Linked DNA regions of Mus musculus: regions 1 and 3 are each linked to region 2. Evidence: chromatin contacts called from public HiChIP or PLAC-seq data. All regions are on one chromosome and are shown on one strand. Each heading gives the region's core, a stretch centred on a gene start, on an enhancer-like site or on the middle of the called end of the contact. The rest is flanking DNA. Distances are from core to core; before and after follow the strand shown. Region 1 holds the start of Slc7a11 (solute carrier family 7 (cationic amino acid transporter, y+ system), member 11). Region 2 overlaps Gm37548 (a long non-coding RNA gene). Region 3 overlaps Slc7a11 (solute carrier family 7 (cationic amino acid transporter, y+ system), member 11).

Evidence for each region. HiChIP or PLAC-seq counts read pairs in DNA pulled down with a chosen protein or histone mark.
Region 1: a contact with region 2 is called in an H3K27ac HiChIP or PLAC-seq map of neural progenitor cells, with 16 times the contacts expected there. The contact joins the promoter of Slc7a11 here to the enhancer-like site in region 2. A contact is called at or near these places in 7 of 39 promoter capture datasets (the HPC-7 cell line, cranial neural crest, embryonic stem cells and 4 more), 10 of 484 Hi-C or Micro-C datasets (the BV-2 cell line, astrocytes, bone marrow-derived macrophages and 6 more), 17 of 115 datasets of contacts at active chromatin or transcription factors (the SCID.adh cell line, acute myeloid leukemia, bone marrow-derived dendritic cells and 9 more) and 3 of 9 other capture datasets (embryonic stem cells, macrophages and pancreatic islet).
Region 3: a contact with region 2 is called in an H3K27ac HiChIP or PLAC-seq map of neural progenitor cells, with 26 times the contacts expected there. The contact joins two enhancer-like sites. A contact is called at or near these places in 3 of 484 Hi-C or Micro-C datasets (bone marrow-derived macrophages, cerebral cortex and stem cell-derived neural progenitor cells), 9 of 115 datasets of contacts at active chromatin or transcription factors (acute myeloid leukemia, astrocytes, embryonic basal ganglia and 5 more) and 1 of 9 other capture datasets (embryonic stem cells).

Annotation. Positions count from the first base shown.
Region 1 is chr3:50,441,379-50,444,949 of GRCm38.p6, forward strand. Slc7a11 (solute carrier family 7 (cationic amino acid transporter, y+ system), member 11) reads right to left here and starts at 2,235. Exons shown (of 12, transcript NM_011990.2): 1 at 1,607-2,235. The coding sequence starts at 1,883.
Region 2 is chr3:50,881,004-50,884,445 of GRCm38.p6, forward strand. Gm37548 (a long non-coding RNA gene) reads right to left here. Exons shown (of 2, transcript XR_003954473.1): 2 at 2,234-3,442. Among named protein-coding and RNA genes, the nearest start is that of Gm37548, 6.2 kb to the right of the region's middle. Within about 2 kb of position 1,573, at least 48 of the 459 cell types and tissues checked have an H3K27ac peak or open chromatin away from gene starts, as enhancers often do. A contact at or near this core is called in cerebral cortex, embryonic basal ganglia, forebrain and 5 more, where this site is marked.
Region 3 is chr3:50,420,030-50,423,556 of GRCm38.p6, forward strand. The region is part of intron 5 of Slc7a11 (solute carrier family 7 (cationic amino acid transporter, y+ system), member 11); the gene reads right to left. Among named protein-coding and RNA genes, the nearest start is that of Slc7a11, 22 kb to the right of the region's middle. Within about 2 kb of position 2,117, at least 40 of the 459 cell types and tissues checked have an H3K27ac peak or open chromatin away from gene starts, as enhancers often do. A contact at or near this core is called in embryonic basal ganglia, neural progenitor cells, oligodendrocyte precursor cells and 1 more, where this site is marked.

The DNA of each region.
Region 1 (3,571 bases), core at 985-3,484, 440 kb before region 2:
GTTGTAGTTTTTCTGATTAGATATTGATTTATTCTAAATATATCAAGTACTGTAAGACGCTTGAAGCCTGAGGGTACACAGTCATTTAAGATCAACAATTGAGTTTCTCCTTGCTTATCTGAACCTGCATATGTCAGAACCACTTTAATATTAATAATGATAAGGATTCTGTTCGAGTTTTTAATAACTGTAAAGAATGAAGAAAAGGGACAGCTGTCACCAAACATCTCATAAAGCATAATCTATTCACACAAATGATGTTCCCAAGTTCTCTAGGTTCGTAAAGTAATCTCTTCATAGATCTTTCTATAGCAAGACTGCTTTCAAGATTATTTGAAATGCCCCCTTCCTAAAAACAGATATGTGAGTTCTCTAGGCAGGAAACTTTCCCTCAATCAGTATTTAAAGTATCACAAGACCTGGAATGAAAGAAGGAATGGAACAAGAGTTTGCACTTGGTCCCAGAAGAACTTGGTTCCAGGTTAACAAAGTAACTCCCAAGTGTAGGCTACTTTGGAACCAAAGTATTGCCTGGTAATATAAGTCAAATTTTAAAATAATTGGCCATTCCCAGGTTCTTGTGGCCTTTACAATGAACTTGAAAGGAGTTTTATGTTGATTTGCCCTCCTGATCAAGGAGCAATTATTTCCTTTGCAATATTAACCCTCAATCCCATCAGAGAAACGTACATTTTAAAGAGAAAAAAATAATAAGCACAGTAATACCAGTTCAGGTTAGATGAACTTCATTGAATGGGCAGAGAAAGTATCTGTTTCCCCAGAGACCTAGTAAAATACAGATGAAGAAAACAGATCCAGGCAAGGAGGGAAGACTGACACCCAAGTGAAGCTTGCAAACAAATAACGAGAAATTATGAGAAATGTCCTTAAAGGCAGTAAGAAGGAAAAAGAAAAAAAAAAAAAACAAGGGGAAAAAAGTTGAAACCTTTGCCCCATTTATGGAGACGGAGGAGACACATCAAACACATATCTTCCCAAGGACTTCTGAAAGCATAGTATTAGAAACGGACAAGCCTACGAATTTAAAATATTAAAAAAGGCAGAGAATGCCACCCATTTGTTTAGCAAGTAAAAGGCCCGTGACAGTGTTCCGAACGTTCAGTTCCGCGTGTAAATAGGCCACACTGGCTGCACCGCACAGGTGTTTCTTCCAGCGAGCCAGCTGCCAGAACTATGCTCTAAACAAGACTCACAAACCCAAGCCCTCTGCACGGAAGGAAGGCTTGGTTTTTTGGGTCATCAAAGTTAGGTTTTTTTTGTTTTTTGTTTTTTTGTTTTTTGTTTTTTTTTTTTTTTTTCCTTCTCTCAGCAAACCAGAAAAAAAAAAAAAAAAAGCTGCCAGAGTCTGTCTCAGGCAGGAAAGCAGAGTATAGCCTGCAGGAAGGAATCTGAGAGGGTTCAGTCTTGTGCCAACAGTGGACAGTGTGTTTGGGTAGTGCACATACCTGAACAACAACAACAACAAAAATTCCAAATATTTCCTGTAGTATTTGCCCATTCATTTACTCCTCAGAAATAACCCTTCGCTCTCCCAGAGAGCCACACAGCTACACACACTCACACCCCAGAGAAGAAGCGCACTCACCAAAAAGTGACAGTACTCCACAGGCAGACCAGAAAACCAGGGACATGCCCACGCTGCCCGTGTTCTGGAGTATGCCCTTGGGGGAGATGAAGATGCCTGATCCGATGACGGTGCCGATGATGATGGAGACCCCCCTCAGCAAAGTGATCTTCTTTTTCAGAACTACCTTCTCCTGCCCAGGTGGCTCTTGGTCCCCCATGGAGGGCAGCCTCCCGCTCATATTGCCCTGCAGGTAACCTCCTTTGGAGATGGTGGCCACAACTGGCTTTCTGACCATGGCAGTGTCACACCAGAGGAGGGGGATGAAAAAGAAAACAGAGGGGGAAAAACAAAACAAGACAAAATAAAACAAAACAAAACAAACCCTTTTAACTTGTTTCTCTAAGAAGTGACTGATCACTGTTCGGTCGTGACTTCCCCTTTGCTATCACCGACTGGCTCTACACTATTGTGTCCACAGGTGAGAACTCAGAGGTGTGTTTCAGCCTTCGCTGGCTCTATAATTACTCCTCTTGCTCCTCGGAGCACCTGTGTGGCACCGGCTCCAGGGGCAGTCAGTTAGCTGCAGCCGCGGCTGCTGCCCTATCATTACACACCAGCTCAGCTTCCTCGTGGAAGGCTCCGTATTTAAGCAACCGCCTGTCACACCAACTTACTGGGCTGCATGATGATGCAAATTCTCCAGGTTTGCATCAGCCACATGAGAAAACTCCAGCTTGAGAAAGCGCCAACATTACTCAGCTCTTTTTTTTTTTTTTTTTTTTTAACAGTAGCCTGTGGGTTGCTCAATGGATCCAAAGCATTTCCCAGAACAAAGCATACTCTTAAAGAGGGGCTTAGCCAATCCAGAAGAAGTAAACAGGGAACCAGGGAATAGACACTGTCCCGGTGACTTTAAGCAGCTCCGCTCTCAGAGAGAGAAAAGAAGTTGGAAAATGAAACAGAAAACAATTACTTCGTTTTAAGGAGTTGCTTCTTAACTTTAAGGCGCGCATAAAAAATGTTGTATTCACAGCTGTTTTGACAATGGAAAGTGCCTTAGGGCTGCTCTGTTTGCAACAGCAAAGTTTATACTTCATAATTTGTATTCTCCTTACTTCCCCGGGTGTTTCCTAGCAACACTGTCAAATCTAATATTTACAAAGTCAGAAAGTTTCTGCACACGAGAGCCGTGGCTACATACAGCTCCGCATGAACAGACACAATTATTTCTTAAGACCTGTAATACAAGGGTGTTTAAGATCACCACCTAAGTTTGAGAAGTTGAAAGATCATAGTGACTGCAGAAAACAGTCTTTTTCTGATTCTTGTCAGCACAGCGTGATTTCCTGAACTAGGTAGAAGGACTCGGTCTTCATTTGCATGTTGCTCCATCGAATTAAAAAGACTCCTCTTTGAATCTTAGGCAATACTTATAATTGCATGAAGACACGCACAGAGCAAGAGCTTGAGAAGGGAGTCCCATTATAATAGTTGGAGAAAGGAAGGAGATGACAGGGCATATTTTTTGGATCTATAAGCTATTCTGATTATAATTTGAAATGTATTACAATCAACAGGTACTAACTTTTAGTTAGCTCAAAGCCGGAAATTTTCGGTGACTGTAACAGAGTGTACAAGTCCATTTCAGAAAGCTAAAAGAATGTGTTTTTTACATAAAGAAATAATGACATCTTAAGGAGATAGAAGTGTTTACTCTGAGCATTCTACAATGGGCACATGTGCTGAAACTTTACACCCTATTCACATACACAGCTTTCATCTTTGTCAGTTAAAAAGAAATTTAAACATATAAAAGTACATTAAAACTTCAAAGTGGGGTTAAAATATTTACATTGAAAAAATTTCTTTTTTTTTAAAAAATTAAACACAAACTTGAAACGTTTTGCTTCTAATCAAGTGTCTTATGTGTAAAATAAAAATAAAAATAAAAAATTACCAAAAGAAAATAAAGCATCTCAGCTA
Region 2 (3,442 bases), core at 323-2,822:
TTAGGACAGGTGTGATTGTTTGGAGTGGTAGAACGAGAGAAGCCTGGCCTAGGTCCTAGCATTATCTGGATAGACAGATTCACAGCTCTGGGGGGGGGGGGGTTGGGGTAACAATCTGGAACCTTCCACATGATCCTGCGGTGTCATTTCCACATGAACCACAAGTTTAATAAGAGGAAATCACCGAGATTCCAAAATGCCACCCCAAATGACTTCTGCTGTTGCTGTTGTTTTGTTTGCTGGTTGACAATTTTGTTTTGTTTTTTCATGAATTAACCAAGCTTTGTCATGTCTAATATGCAAAACAAAAACAAACAAACAAGCAGAAACCACGCCTCTTGTCTGCTCGCTATAGGAGCTGTCCCATTTCGGTTATAGAAAGGCCACTGCTGCTGCTGCGGGTACACTTGCTGAATCTCTTTCCTCTGTTAAGGAACCATGCCTGGAACACAGGGTATCATATTCTGAACAAGTTCCACGTCCTTCCTGCCTCCAGGAAACCTCACAGTTGGAGCCTTGTCCTCCCTGGTGAGAGGTCATAGAAATGCTCTCCATTAATTATGGATGAAGATTCCCAGTGAGAGGTGAGCCAATAGCCAGACACAGAGACACTGTCCCAGACCCCAACCCTCTAGGGAGCAGAGACACTGAGGGAGACACTTATGACTGTCCTCCATTTTCTACCCAGTCACACACCCCACAGGGGGTGTGAATAAGGGAAAAGAAAGATCAAAGAGCAAAAGCTAACACCACAGGAGAAGGCAGAGAGAGTGGAAACATGGATAAAAGAGAGGGGAGGGCAAAGGAGAATGAAGGAGCTGAGAAGCAGGGGGCAGGCGGGAGGAGACAGAGTAGCAGAGATGGGGACCTTAATGAGGTGGCTGGGCCTCCGGTTCCTTTTCTCTCCTTGATATTTAACCGCCTTCCTAACTGAAGTGGGTGGGGCGGTGCTGGGGTAAGCCAGCTGCTGCCGTGCCACTGCCTCTGGACCGCTGGGTTCTGGTCTTCCTGGACCCTCACTGTGCCCTACACTGAAGTGTGGGAATGCCTCTGAAGTGTGGGGAACTTGAAAGTATCCACTGGTAGACAGCTCAGCTCTTCCAACAAAATCCATTTCCGTCAAATTATCACTAGTGGCAGTGATAGAAAAATTAATGATTTCTTGAAGGGACTATTGTATTTAAATATTTCAAGCCTGTTGGTGTGATGTGTGTCAGCGAGAGAGAAACATATTGACTGGGAGCCACAGCTAATGCTGGCTTTTATAAATATCCTGTCAGATAAATAATGGCTCTCAATGGATCCGGTATGATGTACGGTTCTAAAGCAAGCAGGGTTTTGCCAAGAGGCTCAAAGGAGACTGCCATGACAATGGCATAAGCTGAATAATGGGATTTTTTTTCGTTTATCTTCTGTACCAGAGAAAGAAGCGGTAGAGAGGTTTGCTCGGTGGGCACCAAGGACAGAGTAGATTGATTCTTCAGATTTCACAAAGGATCCAAACTTCTGAGGCTTCTACTGAAAGCCTCCCGCATACCAAACAGCAATCCCTATTTGCATTTGAATCCGTCCATCCAGCAGGCTGGCCAAACCCAGGCACCCCAGGATTACCCTGCTGCCACAGGGAACAGCTCCTCTTGGCTCACAGGAGAAAAATCAAGAGCCTACAAGTGCCAATCGGGATCAATCACTGTCTGAGCAGTGTAGACTATCCAACCTTATATTCTATCATCCCCCTCCCTCCCCTAACTGTCCCTTCATGTCACAGGGAATGGAAACCTGATTAGGAAAAGTGAACGCTCTCAGTTTGCTTCCTATGAAGAAGAACCAGTATTAACTGAAGGGAGGGATGAAGGAGAGGTTTAAATTGCTAAGTAGATACTGTTCTCTGTGGATTCTGTGTGTTCTTCTCCATGGATCCCAATATCCACAGACAGATGAAGACTGTCAATAAACACTGGCATGGCCACGATTCATCCTCAAAACACGTTAGCTGCCAAGAAGTTGCAGAGTTCCAAATTCCCAAGCACCTGATTCAAAAGGAGACAGTTAAATTGGACTCTTCCAACCTACTCCGGTTTAACACTACCTTCTCCTAAGGCAATTAAGACTCTCTGTGCTCAAGCAGATAAACAGAGTTGAAAATTAATTAGAACGTGAAAAAGATGAGGATATGAGGATGAGCTAAGGGGGGAAAAACAAACCATGTTGATCAGCAATAATTCAAAAGAAGTCATCTTAACTGAAGTCAATTTATTAATAGGTTAACGTGACATAGAACTCTCAAAAATACAAGTTCAGGGATAGCAATATAGCTCAGTGATCGAGGTACTACCAGATATGTAAATACCTTGGCCACCAACACTATATATATGTGTGTGTGTATACATATATATGTGTATGTGTTTGTGTGTATATGTGTGTGTGTGTATATACACAAGAGCAGATACACACACACACATGTATGTATAATGTTTAAATCAAACTTGTTCTTATATAACCACTATCCTACCTGTCCTTAGACACATGAGGCCCCTACATGTTCCTGCTAGGACTCCATCTGGGATAAAGTGTAGGGAAAAGAAATTACAACTCATCTGCATGGTTCTTCGGTTTTTGCTTGGATGAGAATGGAGACACATTTTTCCCACCTCCCCAAACACCATGGCTATTTGTTTACACAGTAACTTTAGCTTTGTCACATAACTATAAATAAATATTACTTAATGACAGGGCACATTCTAAGAGACAATTCATCATCCAATGATATTGTTGCAGTATAAGTATTCAGAGGATATTGACACAAACTACACATATTCAAATGGTAGAACCTATGATACACCTGAACTATATGGAATATACAGTCTGCCATTGATCAAACCATCATTTCAGTGCTCCAGTATGTTTATATGTACGCCACTGTCTATAAGTGGACTCTGTTAAAAATCAAGCCTTCCAGAGACACAGAAAGCCACACCATATCTTGTGCCAAGTAGAGTCACACTGGGGACCTGACGACTTGACTTTTCTATCACATAAATGCTTTATCAGGATAAAGCTTGGCTCTCTATCATAGGAAACAATGACAGCCTCCAAAGAAAAACATGATAGATGTGTAACCTCCCTTGGTCTCATATACTTTTTAACTTTCTATTGATTCTTTGTGACTTTCCCATCATGCACTCCGGTCCCACTCATCTCCCTACCCCCTCATATCCACCCTCCACCCTTGCAACCTCCCTCCCAAAGAAAATAAAAGCACACAAGCAAATAAACAAAACAAACATCAGAGAATACATTTTGTTGTGGAAGCTGTTGTGTGTCACAATGTGTCCCACAGGATATCCCGCTGTCCATACATCTTCACTTGCAAATCTTCATTGCAATGAGTCATTGATCTGGTTCGAGATTGCTGGCTTCTGTAACACCTTCAGTACTGGAT
Region 3 (3,527 bases), core at 867-3,366, 460 kb before region 2:
GAATTATAAGGGTGGATTATAAATGAGCTACTCCTCCCTGCTCTGAGTATATCAGGGATAGTGCTGTGGAATGTACTATTTGTGACTGATTTGACATGTTTGTTATAAGCCTGAGGCAACAGGCAGTATGCAAACCAAATGAAATAAATAAGCAAACATATAAGTAACACCCCAAACTGAATAAACCATATGAATTAAGGAATATGCCAGGTTTTGTGTGTCAGAGATAGCCAGTTGCTTCTTAATAGTTGATGAACTGGTCTTTCTCAACAGCCCTAATGCAAGAAGGGAACTGTCTGTAGAAAGAATATGACTTCAAGTATTTTCTCATGTCCCTAAAGAATACAGGAAAGGATAGTGCCTGGGTACAGTTTGGGGAGAAGAGGATGAAAATGGATCATTTCAGTGCAAAAGTTCACCCACTGTAGGAAATACATCTTGATGCCTGTCCAGTCTCTAGTAAGTAGGCCCACTGTATTCTCTCTCCCCTGGCTTAGTCCTCAAGGTCCCTGGTAACTGCTCACGAGGTCTATTGTCCAACGTTCTCTATGACTCTGCATAAGTATGATGGTTGGCCCTGCACTGTAATTGCCAACCTTGTACATGACTTTTCAAAGGAAACAGATTCTTTAGGTGAGTTGAAACAAAGGCGTACAATAATCCTGGCTGATGCTTCAGGGAGACGAAATCCATTGAGGATCCGATTAAAGAGGGCGACAAAAGACACTGAAAACCAATTTTCTATCACACAGTGAAAAGAGAGGGAAAAAAAAATCTCAACACGCTATGCTTAGCTTTGGACCCAGAGATAGGACTGAAATTGGTTGACTCCCCAAGGCCACAGGCTGACTGGCAGATGGATTCCTCTGAATACGGACATTGGCAATAATATTAAAGTTGTGCTCGCCTGACTCTGTGACCTGACTGAGTTAATGACTTCTTTTCCCCTAATCATGTTTCTGTGGAGGGGGTTTTCATCATTCTGGATAGGTTCTGTGCTCCTCAGAGCCAAGACTTTACTCCATCCAGGATCCCCGAGGGTTGGTAGAATCTTTTTCCTATTCTGCCTTGCAGCTGGAGGTGACTGCTCTAACAGCAAGGTATCCAAGACAACAGTTGGCTAACATGCTACCTGTCTAAACAGTTAGCAGTCTGGCTAGAAATTTCTCATCATAACTGACTTGCTTTTCTCTCATTACAATGTCTACACATATTTTTAGTCAAATATTGTTCTACAGCAATAAAAGGAGTGGTAACCACTTAACATCCCGATTTACATCTGCAAGCCAGTTTTGCAATCATATGGTAAAAGATGGAGAATTCAGGCAGCAAAGGTTGTTCTTATCATGCCTCTGTCTATGAAACTCAGTTTAGACTCCCCTTGGATCCTTTTCCATGGAAATATCTGCACCTCTGCATTGCTAAGCCTACAGGCTCTTCCTTCTTATTCTGATTCTATTCTTTTTTTCTTCTAAGACTGAGAGCCATAAATTAACAACCAGGTCCTCTCCCCTCTTCACACAGCAGCACTGAGCCAGCAAACAAACCATTACAGCTAAATACTTCCTTATTATCCTTAAGCTAAGCCATTTGGGTCCGATAGCATCCTCATTTAAAATCCTAGATTTACTTCCCAACACTGCGACTGAACCCCCAAGAACACAAAGAAACTGATGGTTCCTGGCTCTCCAAACTGTGGTCGAAACACAAGGACTGTGTAGACAAAAGTATAAATAAAGTTTTCTGTAAACTTCTATTACCGTTGGAAGTGATTGCACTTTGGACTTGGCATGGGTGAAATGCAATATTAATAAGAAGCCAAGATGAAAAGAGTCTTTATCCACAAAAAAAAAAAAAAAATCCACAGAAGAAAATTGGCTATACACGAAGCAGGTGACCTGAATATCCAGTGCTGGGAGGTGGAGGAGTGGGGGTAGAAATGTTTTAAGATTCTGTGGGAACAAATGCAGGGTGCTCACAGGCAAAAGAGACTCCATTGAACAGAATTAATCAAATCTGCCGTGTGAAGATCACCATGCTCCACATTCTTGAAAGAGTATAACAGGCTCCCAGCACCCAGCAGGAGCTGAAAGCGCTTGTCCCCTCCCCTGCTTTGCTCTGGGGCTCCCAAGGACCCTCACAGTGGCTTGGCTGCTGCCCCAGGGCATGGAGCCCTGATCCAGGCTCAATAGACATAGAAGAGTTGATTCTGCTTCTAACACTGTGATCACACTCGCTTCTTTTCTCTCCTTAGCACTGCATTGTGCTTTGGACAAAAGTGAAAAGACTTCAAAAACACTGAGATTCAAAACTGAAAGCATGCATACAAATGGCTGCAAAATGTCTTCTATGGGGATACAAATATTATATGCTGATCTTATGTTGTAACCTAACAGCCTTCAAACATTTTTTGCTTCAAAACTATGCTAAGCCCACGTGGCTGGGCTCTGTGGAGTTTCTTCTAATGTCATATTTTCACAATTTGTGAGATTAATAGGGTACATACTGCTTATTTTTAATGCATTTTATAATATCTGGAAGGTAATACAAAATAATGAAGGGGGAGAAAATTTTATTTGTGTTGTAAATATTTACATAACTCTTGAGATAGCAACGTTTCTTGCTGGCATTCTTCAGGCTCACACAGGGTTATCACAGCTTTAATTACTGGTTTTATTAAGATGCGAAAAGAGCTACTACACATTATTTGCTCCAAAACAATGAAAATTAATCTTTCTGAAATGATTCTGATGTTATATCTAGTGGGCTTTCAGGATATAGTAGTTTCAACTACAGCTTAAAAGGTCAATAAGTAGTTACAGAAAGTTTCTCTCTGATATTTGATTACTGTGACTCATGCTCCTCAACAAAATACTACTATATCACTACAGGAGGATCACAGGCAGACAGGCACAAGGGACAAAGAGTTACTTCTGGTATCATAGTGCCAATTATATTTGCTACCCATTTTTTTGTTTTCAACTGCTGAAAACATCTTAATGAAACAAATAAAGGGCGAGACTATGTTGCATACGACTTGACCACTTAACTTTTATTATTGTGATTTCTCCTTTCCTAGCTTAATCATATGGGCCATATTAATCTCCTGAGACCATCTCACTTCTTCCTATGAATTGTTTCTTCCTCATGACCGAGTAGAAAACAATCATCAACTTCTATTTATGAATCTCTTTAGTACTCTACCACAAAGGCTGTCTGACAGGTAAGTACTAATCCACGTACCCTATGGTACTTACTATACTGTTCCCACTGATGAGTAGCGAAAAGTAATTTATAATGACCATTAAACCCCAGCATTTGTTTGTTCATTCTTATGACACTGGACTAAGTCTAATAGCATCCTTAACTATTTGAGGGCCTCAGATATTGATGCCATAAGCTTCAGGCTTTGCCACACTGAAGGAAACGGAAAGAATTTCTTTCTGTTATCCTTCCATCTCTCCTTCATGCTTCTCTTTCTTCTCTTCCGAGGTAAGCTGCAGAAACTAGAACCTGTCTTCCCCTAA